Regions from separate parts of the Sus scrofa genome. Here all the other regions are linked to region 5. Evidence: chromatin contacts called from public Hi-C and HiChIP or PLAC-seq data. All regions are on one chromosome and are shown on one strand. The core of a region is the stretch at or near the end of the contact, and the rest is flanking DNA. Distances in the headings are between cores, read along the strand shown.

Region 1 (2,700 bases), core at 35-2,534, 440 kb after region 5:
TGGAGAGTCAGATAGACATTTGTGGTCTCTGCGTTCTGTTCCTAAATCTGGGGGAGATCTTGTCTGCATCTAGCTCTCTCACAAATGGTATTATTTTGTGCTGTTTGCTAACCACGGGCAGGTGTAGACGTTTTCAATTACATTTTGAATTGAAATAGCATTTCAGGGCTAGCCTGGTAAGCCCCATGTGGTTCGTAGTAGCTATTTCCTGATAGAGATTAGAAACTACTGTTTGTAATACAGTTTTGGGTTCATATATTGTTGTATCTAATACAGTTTTTGGTAATTTCAATTAACTAGATTGTAGCTTTATGGCCCTGGGTCTTCAAGAAACAATGTTCAAACATTCTCCCTGCTTAATGATATCCTTACTGTTGTTGAACTTCTATGACCTTATTGGAAATCAATGATTGCTTCTGATCTTCCAAATGTCTGGTTGAGGAGAGACCAAGATGAAATCACTATACAGAATGCTTTGAGATTGCAGGATGTGGAGAGCGTACTGTCGTTAAAATGAATGATTCCGCTTGGAGGTAAACCATATTTTAACTCTGCATGTGTAGTGTGCATGAAGGAATTTCTCTGTGCAGAGTGATTTTCCCCCAATAATTTGCAGGATCACAGCACTCCCAGTAGCAGGTATCACCTAGCTCGTGCGCAGTCGCTCGGCTAAAGCGAGCTTTCCTCTCCTAGCAACTGTTGCTAAGAGAGGCGTGGCTTCGGAGTCCCGCGAGGAGGCGTTCGGGGGCCTCAGCGCGTAGACTACACTTCCCGTGATGCTCGAGGGTGGTCTTGGTGGTGACGCACTTAGTGTCCGCGGAGCGGGAGGGGGAGAGGGAGCGTGAGGGCCAGGGCGGGGGCGGCGGCCGCGAAGGGGGCCCGTGCTTTCTCCGAGTCGCAGACTCGCGCTCGGGCAGCCGCCGCCGCCGCCGCCGCCATGTTGGCTTGAGGGCCGATGACTGGGGGCGGCTGCGGCGCCGGGGACTGAAAAGTGGAGGAGGAGGCGGAGAGACAGAGCTCTGAGAGGAAACCCTTCCCGGGCTGAGAGGAAGGACCCGGCCTCTTCCGGGGACCAGCCGAAGTCGGCGTCGCGGGGAGCTCGCGAGGCCGGGGAGGGGAGGGGAAGGCGGAGACGGGGGAGGCGGAGGCGGCAGAGGAGCGCCGAGAAGCCGGAGGCGATGCGCCCCGAGCCCCGCGGCTGCCCCGAGGCGCCCGCGGCCTGAGCCCCGACGGGCCGTGGGGTCTCCAGCCCGCCTCATCTCCCCGCGCCCCCGGTTCGCCGCTCGGCTGCCCGGCCCGGGCTTGCGCTGCGGCTCCCAACGAGTTAAATGCCCTTGAGCGCGGGTTTCCGCGGCCCGGCTCGCAGCCCCGGCCGCGCGAGCTGAGCTGTTTCCCCGCGCCGCCCGCCGGGGGACGCGTCCATGTGTAGCCACATAGTTATCTGTGTACCTCGGCGCCGGGGCATTCGCCTCCTGCTTAATGAGGACTTGACTCGGGAGCAAGTGTGAATCACTGCCGGGCTGGGAGAGGAGGCAGGCGATTTAACCCCCTCCCACCCCGCTCCATGTCCGTGTGTCACTCGGCTCGGTCCACCTGGCGCGGCCGGTCCTGGGGCGGCTGCTGTTGCTGCGGCGGCTGCTGACGACGACGACGGCGGCGGGGCTGCCGCTGCCACCCCGAGAGTTCCCTCCCGCTCCGGCCGCTCGGCTCCCGGCGACTGTTCCTCTTCGCTCGGAACCTCGGCCAGGCCGGCACTTGGGCTCCGAGAGAACTTATTTTTTTTTGGAAAGCACAGCTCGAACCGTTCAGGATCCCGAAGGTTGATTTCCGTAGCCCGAAGACTTCTCTTTTTGGTTCGTCTTTTTTGATTTTTTTTTTTTTTTTCTTCGCCAGTATCTGGGTCTATCTCAAACGGCAAGATGTCCAGTAATGTCCCGGCGGATATGGTAAGTGAAGGATAAGAGTTACGACACCCTTTGATTTACTTGTGGTTTCCAATCTTTTTTAATCGGAAAGGCTGCAGGCGTGGGGTGAAGGTTGCTGGCGGGGGACGGTTGAAAAGCCGCGGTGCGGGGACGTGGCTTTGGCCAAGTTGGGGGTTCTGCTGGCCCTCGTGTGGGAAGTACTGCTTCTAATACGGTTTTTCTCGTCGGGCTGTGTTTTCTACATGATTAAAGACGATGGAGAAGTTGGGAAAATGTAGCAAGGTGGCTCGAAGTGGCGAAGAGCTCTTCCTCTTTGCTAGCAGTCTCTGAGCACTGGTGTCTTGGAGCTTCTGAAAACGTCAGTGGCCGTGGGCAGCGCTGAGGACGGATGTCCCTACAGATACCGAGGTGGCCAGGAAAACGGGGATCTTGGCTCGGTGACACGGGTGGTTAATGCAGTGGGTACTAGCTTGCTATTTCCAAGAGCACAGCCGCAGTATCCGGTCGAGGGAAGACTCGATTAGGATTTGCTGTGAGCTTTCTGAAACGTCTGGGTGAACAAGGATGGCAGGCAGAAATATGAACACGTTTTGGAATTGTCACAAATCTAGGCTGACTCGATTTTGCCACTTGTAATGAATGTGCCAGGACTCTTCGTACCGAGTATTTAGTAGTATTACATCATTGGACTTTTAAAAGCTAGTAAAACACATTATTGATTGAGCCTTGGTCCTGCACTGTTGAGAAGTGGAAACAAAAAGTACTCTTGTTGATT
Region 2 (2,700 bases), core at 110-2,609, 280 kb before region 5:
TGATCAGCAAAAATAAAGGGACTACAGAAACACTCATTTTTCTGGGGTTCCCTTTTGGGCCTCATGCAAAGACCATTCTGTGTAAATGTACAGTTAACTCTGATTTGGAAATCTGAAAATCAGTCCATCCTTGTCATAAAATTTTTTTTACAATTGTAATTATATTGATGTTCATATTGTGTAAAATAACTCATTTAATAAAGTAGTACTTTGATTTAAAAAAGAGAGAAAGACTCAGGAGACCTATTGAGCAATTGCAATAGAGAAACCTTGTTAAGATCTGGATTCAGACAAACTGGGGGGCAGGGGGGGCACTCAAAACATGATGACCATTGATAAGACAGCTGGAAACACTGAATACTAACTGGATATTTTATGATATATATTTTTAGTTATGAACATGATATTGCACTTTTACGCCTAAAATTAGAGTCTTCTTTTGGAGATCAATACTGAAATATGAATACGGATGAAATAATTTGTTGATTACCACTTGCTTCCAAGAATCCGGGGGAAGGAGAAAGAATAGGGGGCGAGATGAAACAAGATCTACCATGAGTTGATTTTGGTTGAAACTGGGTGATGGAGAGAGGAAATCCTTGATTCGCAGGGTCAGAAAACTATGGCCTGGGAGCCAGATTTAGCCCACCAGTTATTTTTGCACTGCTTATGAACTAAGAGTTACTTTTACATTTTTTAAATGGTAGAAAAAAAATAAAAAGAAGATTTTGTAACACGTGAAATCATATGAAACTCAAGTGTTAAGTGTCCACAAATCAAATTCTACTAGAACCTAGCAACATCATTGATGAACCATCTGGTTCATCTGGGGCTGCTTTTGTGCTGTGATGGCAGAGTTGAATGTTGAGGCCAAGGAAAATAATGGTTGTCCATGGAATTTTCAAAGAATTCCCTCCTTTTACCATTCAGCAAAACACACCCCCTGCCTCACCTAAACTCCTGGATCCCTCCTGCTCTTCAACTCAGAAGATGTCTGCTACACTATGAAATAACATTTTTCACTGAATTAATCTTGACCTCAAGTGCAGGATGGAAATTGCAACATTAGCACATACATGGCTTGGCAGCCCCAGCTGGATTCTCATATGAAATTCTCCACCCCAAGCCATTCTTTGATGATCTGCGCCCGGCTGTTAGTCAAGCAAATGAAACTGTATATTAAAGCTACTTACAGTTTTCTTGACAGTGACAGCTGTACCTTTACAGCTGGGTGGGGCTCTCATGAAAGCCTGACAGTGCAGACCCACTCCTGGTGATTCTGAATCCAGTGGTGCGTGCTAGTGCAGCCCAGGACCTCCGCAGAGAATTTCTGCTGACGTCAGGTTAACCACTGGGCAACGGACCCACTAGGAAACAGGGCCTTGGACTCCAGCCTTGGCTCCACGCAGCCCACTCTGCAGACGTCCCTGGGGGTTGGTTCTCGTGACACATCAGTCCTCAGGCTGGGGTCTCGGGGGAATTAGCTGGGTGGGAGAGGAAACCGGTGGAAGGAGCTGCTGATGGAGCCACCGCGGCTGCCCGGTGGCTGGCGTCGTCTGTTGGAAGCGATGCGGCTTGTGTGACAAAGACTGTTTCGACTGCTCTGTCACTGCTCCTTGGGGCAGAGCTTGGCTACTGCCTGCTGGTGTCAGAGAGTGGGTCAGGCTGGCCCGGTCACAAGCGGCATTGACCCCACCCCCTCGCTGGCACCCGGGGCAGGCAGTTTCAGCCCCAAACGGCTGCGCACCAGGTCGTTCTGTTCCCTGACCAGTTTCCCCAGTAGGTTACTCCCCCTGATGCTGGCTCTCTGGCAGCAGTGGGCTGACTCTGCTCCTCCAGGTCAGAGGATGGAAACCTCCAGCAGCCATGATCAGGTCCACTTCCCCACAAGCCTGGCTCCGGCCTTTAATGTGGCCGGAAGCCCTGCAGCGTGTCTGGTGCCGAGGTTGGAGGAGGTGAAGCGGTTGAAGGCCCCACTGGGCTGGGCTCAGCCTGGAGCAGACGGCCACCCACTCAGGGGGAGGCTGGAGGGAGGCCATCTGTAAAAGTTCCAGAGTATCCTGGATGAAGCTGGAGTTGGGCCCTTTTAAACAGAAAGGCCAGGCAGCAGTGAGAAGCTGAAATGAGAATAAAAGACAAAATTCTCACCATGGCCCAGGGCCTGCTCAGTTTGGCCTCTTTTTTTCTCCCTCATTTTATGCCACTTTCCCACAGCCCCCACCTAGTCTCAGAGTGCTCTCTATTCGGCTGCTCAAACATGTACAGCTGCAGCCCCAGGACTTTGCACATGCTGCACCCTCCGCCTGGAATGTTTGAGGTCCCTCCTCCACAACTTTCTTGCCCTCCCAGTCCTGCCGTTCACCATGCTCAGGCTGTAGCCCACCTTTCCCTTCCCTTGGGCCCTAGGGGAGCGCTCCCTCTCCCTTACACTTGCCCACGGTTGTTGTGTTTCAGACTTTTGGGGTCCTTCAAAGCCCCAGATACAACTCACAGTTGTTTCACTTATTGTTTTATGTATTCATTTTTGTCTCCATCTCCCACACCTAGATTATAATTGTAATTTCCTTCAGGACAGGCATTCTGTCTTGACTTATTTTCTCTGGCACACCCAGCAGCTAGCATAGGGCCTAGACATAGCAGGTGCTCATTAAATGTTTCGTGCATAAATGATTGTTGATTTGGCAGTTACGCTGTTAAATT
Region 3 (2,700 bases), core at 9-2,508, 450 kb before region 5:
TTTAAAAAGAGCGATTTGCTAAATGAGTGGCCGGCTACGTTCCAGATGGCCAATGTGACACAGGGCTTGGAGGGATTCTTTATTCAATCCTGCATCTGTCTAGACCGAGACATGAAAGGCCAGGTTATAGTTACTGCAGAAGCAGCAGCAGCAGCAGCAGCAGCAGCAGCTTTGAAACTCTTACATAAAACATGCTCGGTACCACCAATGAGGCCGCTTGGCCGGAGATCAGCTGGAGAGGATGCGGCAGCATGGCGTGCGTGCAGCCTCAAGGAAAGCCAGCGTCTCAGCTGAATGACAGCCAGCTGGATGGGGCTCTCCCTGTGCAGGTCTGCTTGCTGTATCACTTCCCCCACCTCCCTTGTGTACGAGGGAAGGTGCTCTTAGTAGGAGGAAGCACTGGGATGAGGTCAGAAAGCAGAAATATTGGTTGTGTTCTATTTGCCTTCTTTATATGCACTTTTAAAACTTTTCCCATGTATTTTGTCTTGATTTTTCTAGTTAGGTTGTCAAATTTCCAAGATGGACGAAAGAATACTCTTAGCTTCTGCCTACAACTCCACTCTGTTTTTCCTTATTCCTGTCCCTAGCATTTAATTCAGTCCTGGCCCTAGTAGCTCTTTAGAGATGACAGCTCAAAGATGCTGGCTGAGGAGGCCAGGGGTAGACAGAGGACCACTCAGTTCTGGGGCCTCGAGGTCTATGAGACATGCTGACTGACTGACTTAAACTAGCTCAGGCACTTGATGAGCGTTTTGCCCAACTTTCATGCAACAGGCAGCCACAGAGCTTCACTGGGCTGGAATGGGGACTTATAGGGAGGCAGTTCTATTGACCTATTTTTCTCCAATGAGTTATACCCCAAGCCTACTTCTTCTTCTTTTTATTGCTTTTTAGGGCCAAACCTGCAGCATATGGAAGTCCCCAGGCTATGGGTCTAATCCAAGCTGTAGGCGCTGGCCCACACCACAGCCACAGCAACATGGGATACGAGCCTCTTCTGTGACCTCCACCACAGCTCACAGCAATTCAGGATCCATAACCTACTGAGGAAGGCCAGGGTTGGAACCAGATCCTCATGGATAATAGTTGGGTTGGTAACCCGCTGAGCCACAACAGGAACTCCCAAGCCTATTTAATTTTTATTATTGGATTGAAAGTTTCCATGGGTTGAAGCTTTCACTGTGTTCTGAGAAGCCATTCAAGGTCACAGCTGGAATGTTCTGACTGGTCAGTAAACAAGGCTGCTTCCTCCTCCCCACTTCCCCTTCCCCTACCCCTCCACCCCAGAACTCTCTGGACCTCCACACTGGACCTCCACACTGGACAGCAGCTTCATTTTTTGCTAAGGAGGAAAAGTTTAACCTGATGAATCACCAGCAGCACTTCCTGTGACATTCCACGGAAAACTACAGTTTGCTTAAGAAAAACTCTGAAGTACTTCAGCTACTGCGGTTTCTGATCTACACAGAAATGGAAAAATTTGAGTTCTTCTCTAGGCTGATACACCGAAGCTATTCCACCAACATTTTTCTCTCTTGGAAGTTCCCAATTATCAGCACTACATCTACCCTATAATCAGCCTGAAATACTTAAATGAACAGGGATGTCCTGGGTGGGGGGGTGGAATATAGCATTACCTCCATGCCAATCTCATCCACGTACCGCTTTTTTTTTTTCTTTTTTTCTTTTTGCTGCAACTGCAGCATATGGAAGTTCTTGGGGCCAGGGATCAAATCCAAGACACAGCTGCAACCTATGCCACAGCTGCGGCAACACCAGATCCTTAACCTACTGCACAGTGGCCTGAGCCACTGCTGCACAGACAATGCCAATCCTTAGTCTGCTGCACCACCGTGGGAACTCCAAAATAGCACTTATGCAACCATCTCTTCCCAGTTTCCTCATCTGTACCACTAAGCACAGAAAATGATTTGAAGGGCTATTTTTTAGTTCTCTCAGGGATGGCATCTAATTAGCATCATTCTAGACGCCTGGATGCAAAGCTAATCCACACACACAAAGGATGCCTTTGGACACAGTTGACCTTGACTTTATTGATGGAGATCTTTATGGCAAGAGTCTTTATGATGATGGAAAGGGAGTTATTCTAGTATCAATAATATTCTAGCAGCAGATATGCCAAGAGGTCAGAGCAATGAAGTCGCTGAACTCTTGAGATGATTACAAATCTTTCAAGTTCTTGTTAAGAGCAAATAGCTCAGAAGGGTATAAAAGGAGATTACTGCCCTTCTTAAGAAACCGGTTAGCATGCTGAACATAACACTGATGAATATTATCAAATGATCTTCAAGTGCACAAGCCTGGGCTAGATGCAACAAAAGAAGAAGCCCAAGGAAAGTCGCTCGTGGAGACAGCCTTTGTGATATGATGATGATGAACTGAGTTTCCCTTGCTTTTGTCGCCATGTTGCCAGTGTAGCTTCCCTTATGCTCATCCCTGATTCCAAACTGTGAAGACTCTGAAAGCCGATGAAGGATGGTGAGGCGATGTTAGGTGAGACAGGCACAGCCAATGCTTCTGAACTTATTTCCCTCTGGAGCACAACTCATCACTTTGCTAGATGGCAACATGAACTCTTTAAGGCTACCTTCATTTTAAGTTTTTTTTCAGCCTAAATAAAATTCGATTTTTAAAATGAGCATCAGATGAAGACTCATTACTGTTTGAAAATGTTGA
Region 4 (2,700 bases), core at 65-2,564, 260 kb after region 5:
GGCCACTGTTTCTGCTTGGCCGGGCGCGCATTCGTTTTCACTGAACCGTGGCTTCCCAGCTGAAGCGGTCAAGCCTAGCGGTTCAGACCACGGCGGGAAGACACTTAAATCCGGGTTTAAATGCAGCTTCTGCAACGTGCCAGCCGTGCACATCTTGGGAAGGTATTTAACCTCGTAAAGCCTTCGTTTCTTAGGCTGTAAAGTGGGGAATCATACCGAGTTGTGGCGATTCAATAAAATGATACCAGTAAAGCACAAAGCACAGGAGGTGGCACCTAGAAATGCTGCGGAAACTCTTCCTATTTCAGTAAGATCTGAAGGGGAGGGGGGGAGGCAGTGACTGGTTTCCTGGGGCGGTCACTGAAGTATCTGTGATCACTATTTTAAAATAGCCTTACCGTGTGACCTTTGACCTTTAGCCCTCTCTGCTGCTGCTGAGGTTCCCCGGGGGAACCTGAGGTGCTGCAGAAGCCCTACCCCCAGGGTCATTCGCTGCGGCTTCTGCAAGATAAACAGAAACCACAATCGAGTCTGCTGCTCTTTACAGAAGCTAGTTTTAGAGTCCTGGCTTCATAATAACCCTGGTACCACTTCCTCTTTTGCCCCCACTCTTCCTTTGGTGGTTTAGTTACAAAAGGACAAGTCAACCTAAGACACTATATAAGTCATCCACCAGCGATGGAATCGGGTGGTGAGATCTGAAGCTGAGAAAAGGTCTGAGTCCAGCTGCATCCCTTGCTGCTGAGGAAGTTAATGGACCTCTTTGGTTTCCAGAAGTCCCAGGGATCCCGGGACATTCAGGACACAGACGCCGCCGCCCCCCCCCACACCAACCAGAGAGCCCCCTCTGGCTGGGCTGTGGCCTGGACTGGGGACAGTCACACATACCATGCCCATCAGCTTCAGGAGTGGATGGCAAACACCGCCGAGTGGAAAGTAACTACAGGACAGAAGGACAGAGGAGGGAAGGGAACCCAGGAAGCCGCACCCACTGCTCTATTAAAAAGGCTCTGGTGGCAGCGAGGACTTGAGGGGGACAGTCAGGGAAAAGCAGAAATCCAGGGGAAGGGATGGGAGGGGAGACTGGTGGGGGTGGGGCTGGGAGGAGAGGTCACAGGGGTCCCGCCCTAGCCTGGCTCACCCAAGGAGGGGCAGGGGACTCGATTCCCCCCCCACACAAGGCTCTCTGATCAGCCTCTGGGCAACTCTTGCTCGTCCTTGGACCTCGGACCCCCTCCCAAACACCGATCTCCCTCGATCAGGGCGGGTCTGGACCCTCCTTGCGGTCCTCACACCGAGCCCCACCTCCAAACCTCAGTCTGCCCTGAGCTTGATTCAGCCAGAGCCGGATGATGAAGGTGCGTGTGTGCTGATGACCTTGACAAGCCGTTTGTTTCTTCACCAGCCTTTTCTTGCCTTTTCAACAGAGGCAAAGGCTAAGAGATGTGTTTGCAGTTGGTGGTGGTACGATCTCTGCTTAGCCAAGCTCTTTTAAATCTGCTTCCTCCGGAAAACAGCAGCTCCAGGTGCCGAGCTCTCTGCCTTAAACGAGGAGAAGCCGCCCTCTGCTGGTCACACGTGGTAATGCCACACACTGCCTTGGAGAAACAGGAGCTGCCGCCCTCGACTCCCCCAGAGAAAGTGGGCAATCCTTGAAATGTTAAAAGCTGCGGTTTTCCCTCTCCCCTTTTCTCCTTTATTCATTTTCTTCCCTAGTGCCGGTCCTCTCCCATGCCTGCCGAAATTCCAACTGTGGACGCTGAATGTCTCTTGAAAGCTTACTCTATGTGTTGGATAAAATTTCATCTCAGAAGACAAGAAAAAGGTTAACAATTATAGGAGAGGAGACAGAAAATAATTACCAAATTCTCAGAACTCAGACGCAGCACCAGGGTTCCATAGGTTTAGAACTGATCATTTATTTCAATGTAACATAGAAATAATTATCCCTGGAGGGGGCCCGTCTCCTCTTTAACACACAAGTGAATGAATTTATTAATCACTGATATTTAACAGGAAGGCGTGAGCATTGCTATTTGTGGCTGGATTTGGTTAAACTTGAGTCTTCTGGTAAAACTTGGCTTTTGGTCTGGGCCTGCGTGGCTGGCATGGCCTGACGGCTCCCATGCCTCTGACAACCTTGACTTATTCCTCATGCCCAGGTCCAGAGCTCGGATCAAGGCTGTTAATGTCTGGTTTTATCCCGATCATGTTAAATAATTTAAACTATAAAAGATACCCAGGGCTTCCCATTGTAGCTCAGCAGGTTAAGAACCCAGCTATATCCATGTGGATGCAGGTTCGATCCCTGGACTTGCTCAGCGGCTTGGGGATTCGGCGTTGCCACAAGCTGCAGTGTAGGTCACAGATGCAGCTTGGATCTGGCATTACTGTGGCTGTGGTGTGGGTCGGCAGCTGTAGCTTTGATTCAACCTCTAGCCTGGGAATTTCCATGTGCCCACAGACCTCAAAAACAACAACAAAAACTCCTTAAAGATGGGCAGGCCCCCTTAGGGCTCCCAGACTCAAACACAGAAGGTGGTCTGTTTGTAAAAGAGACATGAATTTTTGGAGGGTTGGACTAATTTAGTCTTTAAAGTCCTTCTAAGCTGAGCAGCTATAATGAAAGGCAGCAAGAGATCGGGTTCCTTTTAATTTGCCGTGTGCCTTTGGCCAAATCGTCACATCTCCAGGCCCTTC
Region 5 (2,700 bases), core at 135-2,634:
CAGCCCCGCGTCCTCCGTGCGGGGGCGGCGGGCCGCGCGGGCCGCGCGGAGGGAGACGGGGAGCGGCGGGTCGGGGGCGCCTCCCGGGGCGCCCCCCCCCCCGCGACGGGGGGAGGGGGAGGGTCCGGCGCGCGCCCCCCGCCCCTCCCCCCGGCCGTCATGGCCGAGTGTGTGCGCCAGAGCGCGGCGCGCACCCCGCCCGCCTGCTCGCACTCACACACACACTCACACGCTCACACACATACACACACACACACAAAGGGAAGGAGCCATATTCTCGCTCGCGCTCGCCCTCGCGGCGGCGGCGGCGGCGCAGGCGGGGAAGACGCGCAGCGGCCATTCCGTGCGCGCCGGGCCCGGCGGCCGCGGGCGGAGCCAGCCCCCATTTCGAGCGGGGCTGCTCCCTCCGCCGAGCTGACAAAATGGGGGAGGCCGGCGGGCCTGCGCGGGGAGGCGGGCGGGCGCACGTGGCGGCCCCGCGCGCGGCGCCGGCCTGGAGGCCGGGCCGAGGCCCCGCCGCCCCGGGCGGCCTCCCCTCGCTGCCCCGAAGTTGGCGGGCGGGGGGCCCCAGTGGCGGGAAGGTGTGCAGAGCCCGCCCCGCGCGCGCCCCAACTTTCACGGCTTTAAAAAAACACTCCCCTGGTGGTGGGGGGGGAGCGAGCTGTGAGCAGGAGTGGCTTTTGTCCCTCATCCTTGTTTACTCGAAGAAACTTCAGACCGGACGTGTTTAGTCAGAACTGAAATACATCTCGGGGCCAAAGCGATAGGAAGCTGCCTGGCGGTGGCAGCCGCGCAAATAGCACCGCCACCCCCAGCCTGGGTCCGAGCGCCGGAGCTTCCCCTTGCTCCCTCCTCCTAGCAAAGTTTTGTGCCAGAGAATATTTTAAAGTAATCCTTGGGAAAACTTTAGATGGGCGGTGATTTTGGCCCGTGATTTGGAAAGGTCTACTCACGTTGGCTCTTACCTATTTATTCCTTACGTGGTGCAGATCCATGTATCGGAAGCATTACTTTTCTGACCTTCAGTTTTGTTTGATTTTTAAAATCGTTTTTTTACCTTTAAATTTTTTTTTTTAGTGACTGGTTGGGTATTCGTCCAGAACAGATTTAGGCAGACAAGTAATAAATGCTGTATGAGTATACCCTTGTGTCTATACTTTTTTTCAGATCACACTGAAGAACCGTTTTTTGCTTGGTGTGGCCTTTTCTAGGAATTGGCTATCACTGCCATTTTCTTGCTTGATATTATGAGGGGTTAATGCCATTGCTGTATTAAATAACCAGTGCCTTGCTTTTTTTTCATTCACTCCCCAAGTGAAAATGCTCTTAGGTACCATAAATTTCATTCTTAACACCAATATTTAAATTTTTTTTTAGAAAAATAATTAAACATGGGCAAAGGAGATCCTAAGAAGCCAAGAGGCAAAATGTCATCATATGCATTCTTTGTGCAAACTTGCCGGGAGGAGCATAAGAAGAAGCACCCAGATGCTTCAGTCAACTTCTCAGAGTTTTCTAAGAAGTGCTCAGAAAGGTGGAAGGTAAGAGGGCTTAAGACCAACTAAGGTAATAAAGAGTGAAGTCTAACTGGAATTTTTTTTTAAAAGCCTCAGTACAATTTGCATAATGCCAGTGGTGATAGAGCAGGCTACTAAATAGTCAAGGACACTGGTTTAATTCATTTTAATACTTAGGACATTTTATTAAAATTTCATTATCAACTTAAGTTTACCAATTTGTTTTTTCTGTAGACCATGTCTGCTAAAGAGAAAGGAAAATTTGAAGACATGGCAAAGGCGGACAAGGCCCGTTATGAAAGAGAAATGAAAACTTACATACCTCCTAAAGGGGAGACAAAAAAGAAGTTCAAGGATCCCAATGCACCCAAGAGGCCTCCGTAAGTAACTTGCCTGTTTTTATTTTCAAGAAGCGTTGTGTGGTAGAATCAGACAAATTTAGCAAGTCACCTTGTGGATTTGGAGCCTGTAATGAGAGTTTCGTAGCTGATATTTTCTTATTGGTATATTTAAATACTGTAAATAAAACTTGGATGGCCCGTTTTAGCCAGAGTAGTGCAATTAGATACTGGCTTTCTTCACCCAATATATCTGAATGTAATTCTGGTCTCATTCTTTTATTTCTTGAGGAATATCCAACTGAAATAATGTTCAGAATGTTCTTTTGGAACTCTTAGCAATAATCAATAGTATATGTTCACTTAGTATCATAAGTTAATTATGTAATTAAGCTTTGGTTATGAGGTGTATTTAACCTGTTATGATATTTGTACCCTGTCAAATGCATGGTAAAAAATTAGAAGCAACTTCTACATAGCAATACAATGTACTTGTTTGAAACTCGTAGTTTTAAAATTGAATTTCTCTTTTTAGTTCGGCCTTTTTCTTGTTTTGTTCTGAGTATCGTCCAAAAATCAAAGGAGAGCATCCTGGCCTATCCATTGGTGATGTTGCAAAGAAACTGGGAGAGATGTGGAATAACACCGCTGCAGATGACAAGCAGCCTTATGAAAAGAAGGCTGCTAAGCTGAAGGAGAAGTACGAAAAGGTAGGAAGTATGGATTTGCTTGGTGTAGTCCTGAAAGGGTATGCCAGATGTTAGATGAATGACTACACTTGATACTTAATCTTAATTTCCTGTTTTATGGTTTCTAAGAGTTTGAGGTGTGATGCAGTTTTTAGT

What was found. A called contact is a pair of places that touch in the nucleus more often than the background predicts. HiChIP or PLAC-seq counts read pairs in DNA pulled down with a chosen protein or histone mark.
Region 1: a contact with region 5 is called in an H3K27ac HiChIP or PLAC-seq map of alveolar macrophages. The contact joins the promoter of LOC102165571 here to the promoter of HMGB1 in region 5. A contact is called at or near these places in 4 of 47 Hi-C or Micro-C datasets (embryonic fibroblasts, heart right ventricle, mesenteric adipose tissue and 1 more) and 2 of 2 datasets of contacts at active chromatin or transcription factors (alveolar macrophages and skeletal muscle).
Region 2: an H3K27ac HiChIP or PLAC-seq map of skeletal muscle shows a contact between it and region 5, with 3 times the contacts expected there. The contact joins the enhancer-like site here to the promoter of HMGB1 in region 5. A contact is called at or near these places in 6 of 47 Hi-C or Micro-C datasets (embryonic fibroblasts, fetal skeletal muscle, heart right ventricle and 2 more) and 2 of 2 datasets of contacts at active chromatin or transcription factors (alveolar macrophages and skeletal muscle).
Region 3: a Hi-C map of fetal skeletal muscle shows a contact between it and region 5, with 3 times the contacts expected there. The contact joins the enhancer-like site here to the promoter of HMGB1 in region 5. A contact is called at or near these places in 6 of 47 Hi-C or Micro-C datasets (embryonic fibroblasts, fetal skeletal muscle, liver and 3 more) and 1 of 2 datasets of contacts at active chromatin or transcription factors (alveolar macrophages).
Region 4: a Hi-C map of alveolar macrophages shows a contact between it and region 5, with 2.9 times the contacts expected there. The contact joins the enhancer-like site here to the promoter of HMGB1 in region 5. A contact is called at or near these places in 1 of 5 promoter capture datasets (liver), 20 of 47 Hi-C or Micro-C datasets (adipose tissue, alveolar macrophages, brain and 13 more) and 2 of 2 datasets of contacts at active chromatin or transcription factors (alveolar macrophages and skeletal muscle).

What each region holds. Positions count from the first base shown.
Region 1 is chr11:6,761,728-6,764,427 of Sscrofa11.1, reverse strand. It overlaps LOC102165571 (formin-like protein 3), which reads right to left and starts at 1,284. Exons shown (of 2, transcript XM_005668309.3): 1 at 1-1,284. The coding sequence starts at 1,259. The coding sequence ends at 690. It overlaps UBL3 (ubiquitin-like protein 3), which reads left to right and starts at 816. Exons shown (of 5, transcript XM_003130919.4): 1 at 816-1,946. The coding sequence starts at 1,920.
Region 2 is chr11:7,473,335-7,476,034 of Sscrofa11.1, reverse strand. No RefSeq gene overlaps it. Among named protein-coding and RNA genes, the nearest start is that of ALOX5AP, 63 kb to the right of the region's middle. Within about 2 kb of position 1,359, at least 17 of the 83 cell types and tissues checked have an H3K27ac peak or open chromatin away from gene starts, as enhancers often do. A contact at or near this core is called in fetal skeletal muscle, omental adipose tissue and skeletal muscle, where this site is marked.
Region 3 is chr11:7,643,754-7,646,453 of Sscrofa11.1, reverse strand. The region is part of intron 9 of LOC102159067; the gene reads right to left. Among named protein-coding and RNA genes, the nearest start is that of TEX26, 73 kb to the right of the region's middle. Within about 2 kb of position 1,258, at least 16 of the 83 cell types and tissues checked have an H3K27ac peak or open chromatin away from gene starts, as enhancers often do. A contact at or near this core is called in fetal skeletal muscle and liver, where this site is marked.
Region 4 is chr11:6,941,990-6,944,689 of Sscrofa11.1, reverse strand. The region is part of intron 2 of LOC106505250 (a long non-coding RNA gene); the gene reads left to right. Among named protein-coding and RNA genes, the nearest start is that of KATNAL1, 120 kb to the left of the region's middle. Within about 2 kb of position 1,314, at least 31 of the 83 cell types and tissues checked have an H3K27ac peak or open chromatin away from gene starts, as enhancers often do. A contact at or near this core is called in adipose tissue, alveolar macrophages, omental adipose tissue and 1 more, where this site is marked.
Region 5 is chr11:7,198,207-7,200,906 of Sscrofa11.1, reverse strand. HMGB1 (high mobility group box 1) reads left to right here and starts at 1,384. Exons shown (of 4, transcript NM_001004034.1): 1 at 1,384-1,541; 2 at 1,752-1,897; 3 at 2,391-2,565. The coding sequence starts at 1,392.